Linked DNA regions of Zea mays: region 1 is linked to region 2. Evidence: chromatin contacts called from public Hi-C data. All regions are on one chromosome and are shown on one strand. The core of a region is the stretch at or near the end of the contact, and the rest is flanking DNA. Distances in the headings are between cores, read along the strand shown.

Region 1 (4,635 bases), core at 751-3,250, 190 kb before region 2:
TCGGTTTCAGGCCGACGGGAATTAAGTGAATTCCTGTAGTGCAACAACAGTGGACAGTGGTGGAGGAATAGAAATTGTGCCGTGCAAAATTAAGCACCAGCGTGGGGTGCGATCGGGTTTGCAAAATTGAATGGTACTTTAGTTTACTTACTCTAGGTGGTGCCCTCCATCCCTAATCCATCCAAACACCGCCATATTATACATCCGGTGAAGAAGGAAGAAGGGAAGCCGAGGAGAATGCGGAGGGAGGGGGAGAGGGAAAGAGAGAGTGACTGACCGGCGGCGGGCGCTTCCGCTGCTGCACGGAGGGCACGTGGAAGGCGAGGGGAAAGGGGTGCAGGCTAGCTTGCGCGCGACGACGAGCTTCTCGGCGCTCGTCATGGTGGCAAGTGGCGACCAGCAACTGCTCCCCGTCACACATCGTGGTGTGGAAGCTGTGCACGTAGCCGAGGTCATCGATGTGGTTCAACACGTACTCGCCCCCCGCCGCGGAGGCTGCTGCTGCGCCCGGATGCGCTGGGATAGTGCGCGGAGGACGTCGCCACGTCGGTGCTGGCTGACGACTTCGCCGATGGCGTCGACGGGGGAGGCAACAGTGCGGTCCGATATGGAGGTGGATGGCGAGCTGTGGCGGCAGGGGTGACAGGTTGGCAGCGGTGAAGCAGTAGGGTTTAGCGATAAAAGCCATGGTTGGGTAGGTCGCCACGGCGGCGGGAGTTTGTGGAGCCGAGGGCAATGTGTCCGGACAAAATGCTCGTGGCTCGTCTGCTCGGTTCGTGACCAGCTCGGCTCGGCTTGGATTAGCTCGTTTAGGCCTTGTTCGTTTGTGTCGGATTACACCCAGAATCGTTTCAGCTAGTCAAAATTTATATAAATTAGAGAAGCAATCCGGTTAGGAATCGTTCCGACCCACCAATCCGGCACAACCGAACAAGACCTTAAATTTTTTCATGAGCTAGCATCCTAGCTCGGTTTGTTAACGAGCCAGCTCAGTTTGTTAACGAACCAGCTCACGAGCTAAACGAGCTATCACATTTCAGCAAAACAAAACTATATACATATTATGTACGTAACAATTGATGAATATGTTATATGTATGTATGGTGTCTATAACCTATAAGTTAAACTAATGATTGATGAATTATGTCTATGCATGAAATTGGTCTATGCGAATATAAGTGTGAGTTAAACTGCTGAACATGTGTGTGAATAGTGAATTGATGAGTGATGAGTTGTGTTAATTTAGTGTTATATTGATGTGGTCTATAAAACTATGAGTATAATTATTATTTTCTGTTGTTAAATTAGTTTAAAATTAACTAGAATTTAATTATTATACACATATTATTTTTTCTGCTCTGGCTCGCAAGCTAAACGAGCCAACTCGAGTTCGTAAACGAGCCGAGCCGAGCTGACTCTGTGGCTCGCTACCTTAACGAGCCGAGCCGAGTCGAGCTGGCTCGATATGCAGCCCTACATGTGCTGGCACAGTGACAAAATGGAAGGCGGACACGACGCTTGCTTTCCGCTAAGTCGAATGGGGATTTCGGGTGCGAGAGTCCGTATACACCACCACACGTTGAACACGAAGTGGGCAAAATCTCCATCGAGTGTAGAGAGAGCTCCAAACTAGAGCGTCTTTTAAGACTTAGAACATAAGAAAATTAGACTTTTTTACACGAAGCTATTCACAATATATCGCACATTTTCTATTTATACTATTTTTTTATTCTTAGAAAATTTTTGATGTTTTTTTAAGGATCTCGACTGAAGCATCTCACACCTTTTTTAAGCATAAAAGATTTGTAGATTTTTTCCTTTTCCTTTTTTCTTTCACTATAATCTATTCTAGTCTATTCTCGTATTATTTTACTCTCCCTTCTTGGATTCTTTCGATGAAGAATTATCTTCGATTTTTTTATTTTGACTCGATTGAAATTAAGTGGATGCAGTGAAAACAGAAGTTGATATAAGAGCCAACAAAAACACCAACAAAAACGAGGCTGAAGGGAAAAGCTGCATAGAGACCACGAAACAGGAAGGAAAGCGTGTAGGCGTGTACAGTGCATGTACAGTGCACACTACGTGATGTGTGTGCATCGGAGGGGCATTGACTCGCTGGACTTTCTTTCCCCCAAAGCCGCGTGGCCGCCGAGGCGCCGATAGCCACCAGACGGGAGCTGATCTCCCAGAAAACAACCAACCAACCCCGACCCCCGAGACCAGTGAGTAACTAAAAAAAAAAAAGCCAAAATGGCGGGGGGAGGTCGTCGTCTCCCCTCCCTGCGATCCCCTCCATCCGCGACGCCATCTCGGCCACTTCATGATCACTAGGGTTTCGCTCTTCTACCCATAAGCCCTCGTCCCGATGCGCTGGTGGAAGCGCTCCTCCTCCCCCTCCTGCCCCGCCTCCTCATCCTCAGCATCGACCCCCGCTTCCCCCGCCCGCGCCTCCACCCCCCGTCTCATCGGCGGTTGGGGTAGCGGCCCTAGCTCACGCCGCGATGGCAGCGGGGCCAGCAACGATCCGCAGCCGCGGCTGATCAGAGCGCGGCGGATGCGCTACGTCGTCGATGACCTCGAGGTCGGGGTCTCCGCGCTCGGCGTGGACTCTCCGGCGAGGAGGGACGCGGCGGCGGGGTTTGCGCTTGAGACAGTGAGCTCCGCGCCGATCTCGTGGTCTCCGAGCAACATGGAGGTGGCGCCGGCGAGATCCTCGTCGACCCCCGTGCTGCTGCCGCATCCGCTGCCCCTTCCAGGCGAGGGGGAATCGCCGTGCCGCGGGCCGGGGAGGCCGCTTCCGCCACCGGTGCCAAGGATGCTCGACGGGGAGGGGAAAGGGCCTGCAGCGGACGCTCCCGGTGTTTTAGAGACTGGGAGCCAAAGGATGACGCCGTTACTCGCACGGAGGTGATTAATTCGTACTCCTAGTTAATGCTATGTTAATGCTATGTTTTGTTGCCGTTATTATTCAAGTAGATTATATTGTCTGCAAGGATGTCACCCTCACAGCTCGAGGATTTCCAGATAGGGATGCAAGTGGGGCGGGCTGTGGACAGGCAGCTGGCCGCAACTCACCTGCTTTGTTTGGATACTCTATTCACCCCAATCTACATGTATTTACACCCCAATCCACCTCCATACACGTGGATTGGGGTGAATACTAGCCTGCATGCTTCTTCAGGCTTGGCGGTGGAGCCTGCAAAGCCTAGCACTAGCAGAGCCCGCTTGTCTTTGGTGCAAAGATGTAAACTGGGTAATCAGTAATCATCTGAGCACATCCTTTGCAAGGATTAAAAAAACAAATGTTGGTAGAACTGAAGGTTGTTCTGCTCATCGAGTCTCCAGTCACTGCAGTCCTAAAGTGGACATGGACCTCTCGTCGGTACTGACTAGTGACTACCATCACGCTGAGGTAGATCGAGCATGACACCGCTGTCGTAGCTTTCTACTCTCCAATCCTTGCCTTCCTCCACCTTCTCCTCTCCTGCATCGGCCAAGTGAGAGTAGCAGCAGCAATGACAGACAGAGAGGAGGCGGTTGCCGGTCCTCCACTACGCCGACGGAACGAGAGATGGCGGCAGCAAAAACGGACAGAGAGACAATGGTGGCGCTCTATGTAGCATTTCTTTTTGCAGGCATATGCAGGATCATTGTTTTCAGATCGCCTGATCGTCTGATCGATGCCACTGGGCGATCAGACGATTAGTCGCCCCTGATCGACCTTAATCGCCCCCCCTGGTTGTCCTGTGCATTTCCAGGACATATATATAGATATATACATATATAACACTGTATATAGATATATACTTATATAGTATAGAGACTTTCTCAGGACAAGCACAAGTATATACAAGGCAGCAGTATAAATAGTCCAAAACAGCAGTACATCTCCAGCAACAAGTCTATATGAAACTGTGAACTGAAGTCTGAACCGAACAGCAATATGAACTGAAGTCTGAACCCTGAGTAATTAACGCAACTGAACGCTAACCAGACGACTAATCGCTACATATCGCCGACTAGTCGGACGATATGGACGATCAGATCACCTGATCGAATCGACCCCCTTATCGAGCACTGAGTACTGATCAGCCCGACTAATCGCGACTAATCACGATTAGTCGGACGATCTGAAAACAATGTGCAGGATTTAGCGGGTGGTGCAGGCTGTCCACATACGTTAGCAGGTCGGCCTCCCTCAACCGACGAGATAAAGCAGGTTACCCACAATTGTCAGGTCTTCTTTGTAGTTCAGGTTAAGCGGGGTTGCGGGCAGGGCCACGCCGCTTGCATCGTTAATTTCAGAGTCAGGTTATGACACCATTACTTGTATTTTGTCATCATTGAGGCGTTAAACACTTAAAAAGGTAGAGTATCTGGCAGAGAATGGCAACATTTTTGTGGTGCATTTGGTTCAGCGATGTATCCTTTGCTGCAGAGTATGTTGATTTTGCTGCAGATTACGGTGATTTTAAATATATGGTTACCATGGTTCAGGGATTGGAGCTTTCAGATATACATAATTACATATACACGGGATGAACTGTGATTTAGTAACTCGAGTTACTTGCAGTGTGTTACTAGCTAAGGGTTTCTGTGGAGATCATGACATCAGGTCATATTAGGATTAGG
Region 2 (4,639 bases), core at 1,910-4,409:
GGTTCCAGCACACGATTGAGCGGGCGGGTGGTCCTCGGGAGAGCGACGATCGAGCGGCGGTGGTTGCGATGGACGATGGCGCAAGATGGATGGACGGTGCAGATTTACTGGAGGCAGAACAGGCAGAACGGCAGAACCGTCAGAGGCAGACTACTTTTGCTGTCTTAATAAGTAGTACAGATATTATCATGGTTGAATATGGTAGATATGCTAGTGTGTATAGTGATACATGAGTCGTTTGTGCGTAGTTTTTTTATCTTGATGGTTTGCATAGAGAAGATATGCCTAATAGATTAGATTTATTTTCGCTTTTGTTGTTGCATGAATTAGGACATATGAGGTAGTTGTCGGTATAGTCGCACAACTTTTTTTGTCCCTACAGGTTGTTTTTTAGACATTATAAATCGTTATATTTCACCATTAATCATGTTGACAATCGTGTGAGGTGAAATGATAACAGTGCACCCAACTCAGATTTGTTGTCTTTTAAAACCTAAAAGGTACAACACTTTTAGTCCATATGGTGATAGCAATCGTTAGAGGCAACTTGCCACTCACATAGCCACGGTGGGGGCACGGTGGTAGTGGTTGAGTGGTTTACCATACCAGAGAGGTGAAAAACTAGTTGCTAGATAGCACTTAGTCCTTGCATAGATTAAGGAGAGCGATAGTATTGATCGGGTGCTCTAACTAGAATTAGTGGCACTATCAGATATCTCGGTAAAGCATCGAGATTATAATCCTTTCTTTATATTAATCATTTATATTTAAACAATTTCTTTTAAGTATTTATATCACTAGAATTTTCATACTAGTCTATGATTGGAACTTGGTGTGCAGAACTTTTGATCGAACTATAAGGCATAAGGAACGAAGTTGAGCTTGATTACTTGTTTTAATTTGTGCAAGAAAATTTGGAGACGCCCAATTCATCTATATCTTGGGTATTTTGATCTTTTAGCTGGCACGCCGGTGCTGTAGCATTTTGTCTCCGTATGTGTGGATGCTACGAAGATGTGCTGCTATGGATACGGCCGGTGTTGATTAGCAATGAGTGTGAGAAGAATCATGGGATAAACATGTTGTTGCTTGTGATAGAACCCTTCTCTGGTACTGTGTTATATACCTAATAATAATAGTTGGGTCGTAGCTTATATTTATAACATTGTCTTGATCGCACATAGTCAATATTATGCGTAGCTTATCCCGTATCCGTTTTCGTATGGACGGAGCAACGGAGGACTCTGCTCGGCGCAGCCAACGAGGCAACGAAGGGTTGAGAGTGGCAGCGCAGCACGGCCGCCGAAGCCGAACAGGTGCATTCGGGGCTTGTACGTGGGCGTTGCGTCTGCCAGGACGTAAGTGATAGTCTGTGGAGTGTGGAGTGAGGACTTGTTTTGTCTAACGCATGTGCCAACTTGGTGTAGATCAAGCTTGCTGATCCAAATCCGACTTTTATACGAGCCAAGGCAACGACGTGTTAGGTGGTGCACAGCGTGACATAGCGAGTGACAGCAGAGAGGCTGCTATAGGCACGCACGCCATGTGTGCAGTATACTAGTAGTACTAGTATTTACGGAACATAGAGGCTGTGTTGTGCTTATCTATTAGTACCAGTAGTGGTGGTACGGTGGTAGTCTTCTAATTGTCTAGCTACATGAGGTTTTTGCAAGGATAGAGTCTTCTTGCCATTGTTAGCACGTCTTAGAAGTCATATGCTCATCCACAAAGCATCGCTCTGGGAGTGCTTTTTTATTTTTAAACAAATAAAAGGCATTGTTGGGAGAGGGTAACTGATCGAGGTCTGGACAACAAAGAAAAATCCTGTTTTAACGACAGACTTTAAAAAAAATGACAGAACTTAACTACCGATTCCAATTTCTTTACTACAGCTTATATATCATGTGCGTGAACGTACTAACGCGAGACTGTGACAGCGCAAGTGTCAACGGCTGCTCCCACTGCCATTAACCCATCTAGAAAAGAAAAGAAAAATTCTCCGCAACCGCGTGCCTATCTGGTAGATGCAGAAGATCCATGCAACCCGGTGCCACTTCAGCCGACGGAAGCTCATACGCGATGGGTTATTTTAACTGACCCCCTCGAGGTGCCCAGGCTGTTGGAATCTTCCATGCGCGCTGTTGCGGGCCCACCCACCGCGTGGTCTGCGCCCGACTTGCTAGTTGCTACCGGTTCGGTTCTGGTTTGTTTTGGACTTGGAACCGTCTGCCTGGCCAGAACAGGGGGCGACGGGGAGCCGAGGACCACCGCTCAAGCGTTTGCATGTTTGCGCATGTGCTTAAAATGCCTCGCAGAGTACTAGGCTACTAGCGCAGACACCAGACAAACTGCTCATCCTCCTCTTCCTACTACTACCGCGCAGCACCGTAGTAATATATAAGCGCCAACAAAGTTTGTGACATACTACGTACTTCAGTTTTCAGTGTGCACACACTAGTTAAAATATGGAAGCTTAATTTGTTGGTTCGCAAAAAGAAAAATAAAACCTGCTGTAATTCGTTGTTTTTTTTGCTTGCTTATTACTCGATCCGGGTCCGTCTGCCCGCCCGCGCGTCCAGCGTTGCCGGATCAAGCCGGGTATGCGTGGATCGGTTCGAGATATGTATGGATCCGCAACCGACGACGACCGCATCTCACATCCACAGCGACGCAGGAGCCGCGCGCCCCGGTCAGTCCTCCCTCCCCACACCTCTCTTTTCTCGCACATACTAGCTGGCCTGTACCTGTACACACTCTCCTACCCTACCACACTCGCACGACCAGTCGTCGTTCTCGTTCCACCGCACCGCACCGCTCAGCTCAGCGGCAGGCAAGTTGTGCTGCCCGGCTTCCCCTTTGCATCCTCTCCGTGTCTTCGCCTCCACGTTGACCACGACCTCTTCCCTGCAGCCCTCTCGCCGCCTCCGTCCACCACCCATGCACCCACCCGAACGAGACTACTCAACTCAACGTCTCAACCCAACCCGTCTCTAGCCGCCACTCCACCGGCTTCCCACCCACTGCCGCCGCGCCCCCACCTGTGACTGTGCCGCGTGCGTGCCCACGCCGCGACCACCTCACTACCCCCACCTACGACGCAACTTCCCACGCCCCATCACACACCCGCCACCGCTTTAAAACCCTCACTCCCCTCACTCATCACACTCGCACAGTCTCACCACAGCGAGCGAGAGCAAGGCGCCCAAGCAACCACCGCGAGAACAAGTCGCAGCCAAACAGCCCCGTCTCCCAGCGAAGCTTGAGCTTGCATTATTCTACCATGTCTTCCATGGAGCTGCTCCACGCCGTCGTCCCGGAGAAGCAGAGCGAGGAGGAGGTCGCGCCCGCAGCGACGACCACGAGCAGCAGCGCCACCGCCACGGGCGGGGACGAGGGCGCCCACGTGCCCCAGGGGTGGGCCAAGAGGAAGCGCTCGCGCCGCCAGCGATCGGAGGAGGAGAACCTCGCGCTCTGCCTCCTCATGCTCTCCCGCGGTGGCCACCACCGCGTCCAGGCGCCGCCAACGCCGGTCCCGTCCGCGGCGCCGGCCGCCGCGGAGTTCAGGTGCTCCGTCTGCGGCAAGTCCTTCAGCTCCTACCAGGCGCTGGGGGGCCACAAGACCAGCCACCGGGTCAAGCTGCCGACGCCTCCTCCTCCTCCTACTGCCGCCGCTGTAACTGTCTCGGCAGCAGTGCCCGTCCCGGAGGCCCCCGCCCCGATCACCGTCGTCGTCCCGCCGCTGCCGCCAGTCGAGGTCGGCCGCGAGCCGGCCACGTCATCCACCGCCGCGTCCTCCGACGGGGCGGCCTCGAGCAGAGTCCACAGGTGCTCCGTCTGCCACAAGGAGTTCCCGACCGGCCAGGCGCTCGGCGGGCACAAGAGGAAGCACTACGACGGGGGCGTCGGCAGCGCCGCCGCGTCCACCGACGTCCCGGCGGCGCCCGCCGAGACGTCCGCCGAGGTCGGGAGCTCCGCCGCGCGTGCGTTCGACCTCAACCTCCCGGCCGTGCCGGAGTTCGTGTTCCGGTGCGGCAAGCCCGGCAAGATGTGGGAGGAGGACGAGGAGGTGCAGAGCCCCCTCGCCTTCAAGAAGCCCCGCCTCCTCATGACCGCGTGAAACCGCTGCGCGCGCGGGCGGCGGATCTCATCTCATCACCCGTCCAAGATTTTGGTCCGCAGCTGCCGAGTTCAGCGGTGGAAGTGGAACACACTATTCGTTCATTCATTTCGTATGGTGCCAGTAGCGCTATTGTTTGATTTTTGTGGCTGCTCCTCTTGTACAGTACCGAGTGCGAGAAAAGATGCATAGTCATCGTATACATACCAATACAATACCGTACCTATAGGTCTTCCTATTCCTGTGGAAGAGTAGAACTTGTATCCTTATTAGCTGTCAGTACACTACAGTTCATACACACTTGGTTCTCATTATCAGAGATCATTGGTGAATTAGTGGTTTTGTATCATAAGCTTATTGTAAATGATGGATTGGAGATTAGTATGGAATCAGATACCCATTTGTTCCATGCCTGGTTCAAGTCTCTGTAGATGCAGTTGCAGATGCTCTTTCCGTTGCCAGCTCGAACCATCCCTTTGGCTGGCTTGCTTCCATGGTAAGAAACGGAGCAGTCTGCTTCGC

Evidence for each region. Hi-C and Micro-C count contacts between places; a contact is called where the count stands out from the background.
Region 1: a contact with region 2 is called in a Hi-C map of leaf, with 5 times the contacts expected there. The contact joins the promoter of LOC103644055 here to the promoter of LOC100284288 in region 2. A contact is called at or near these places in 10 of 25 Hi-C or Micro-C datasets (bundle sheath, ear, endosperm and 3 more).

The regions. Positions count from the first base shown.
Region 1 is chr1:286,899,263-286,903,897 of Zm-B73-REFERENCE-NAM-5.0, reverse strand. It overlaps LOC103644055 (mitogen-activated protein kinase kinase kinase 5), which reads left to right and starts at 2,000. Exons shown (of 11, transcript XM_008667251.4): 1 at 2,000-2,910. The coding sequence starts at 2,369.
Region 2 is chr1:286,711,110-286,715,748 of Zm-B73-REFERENCE-NAM-5.0, reverse strand. It overlaps LOC100284288, which reads left to right and starts at 3,159. Exons shown (of 1, transcript NM_001157183.2): 1 at 3,159-4,524. The coding sequence starts at 3,281. The coding sequence ends at 4,117.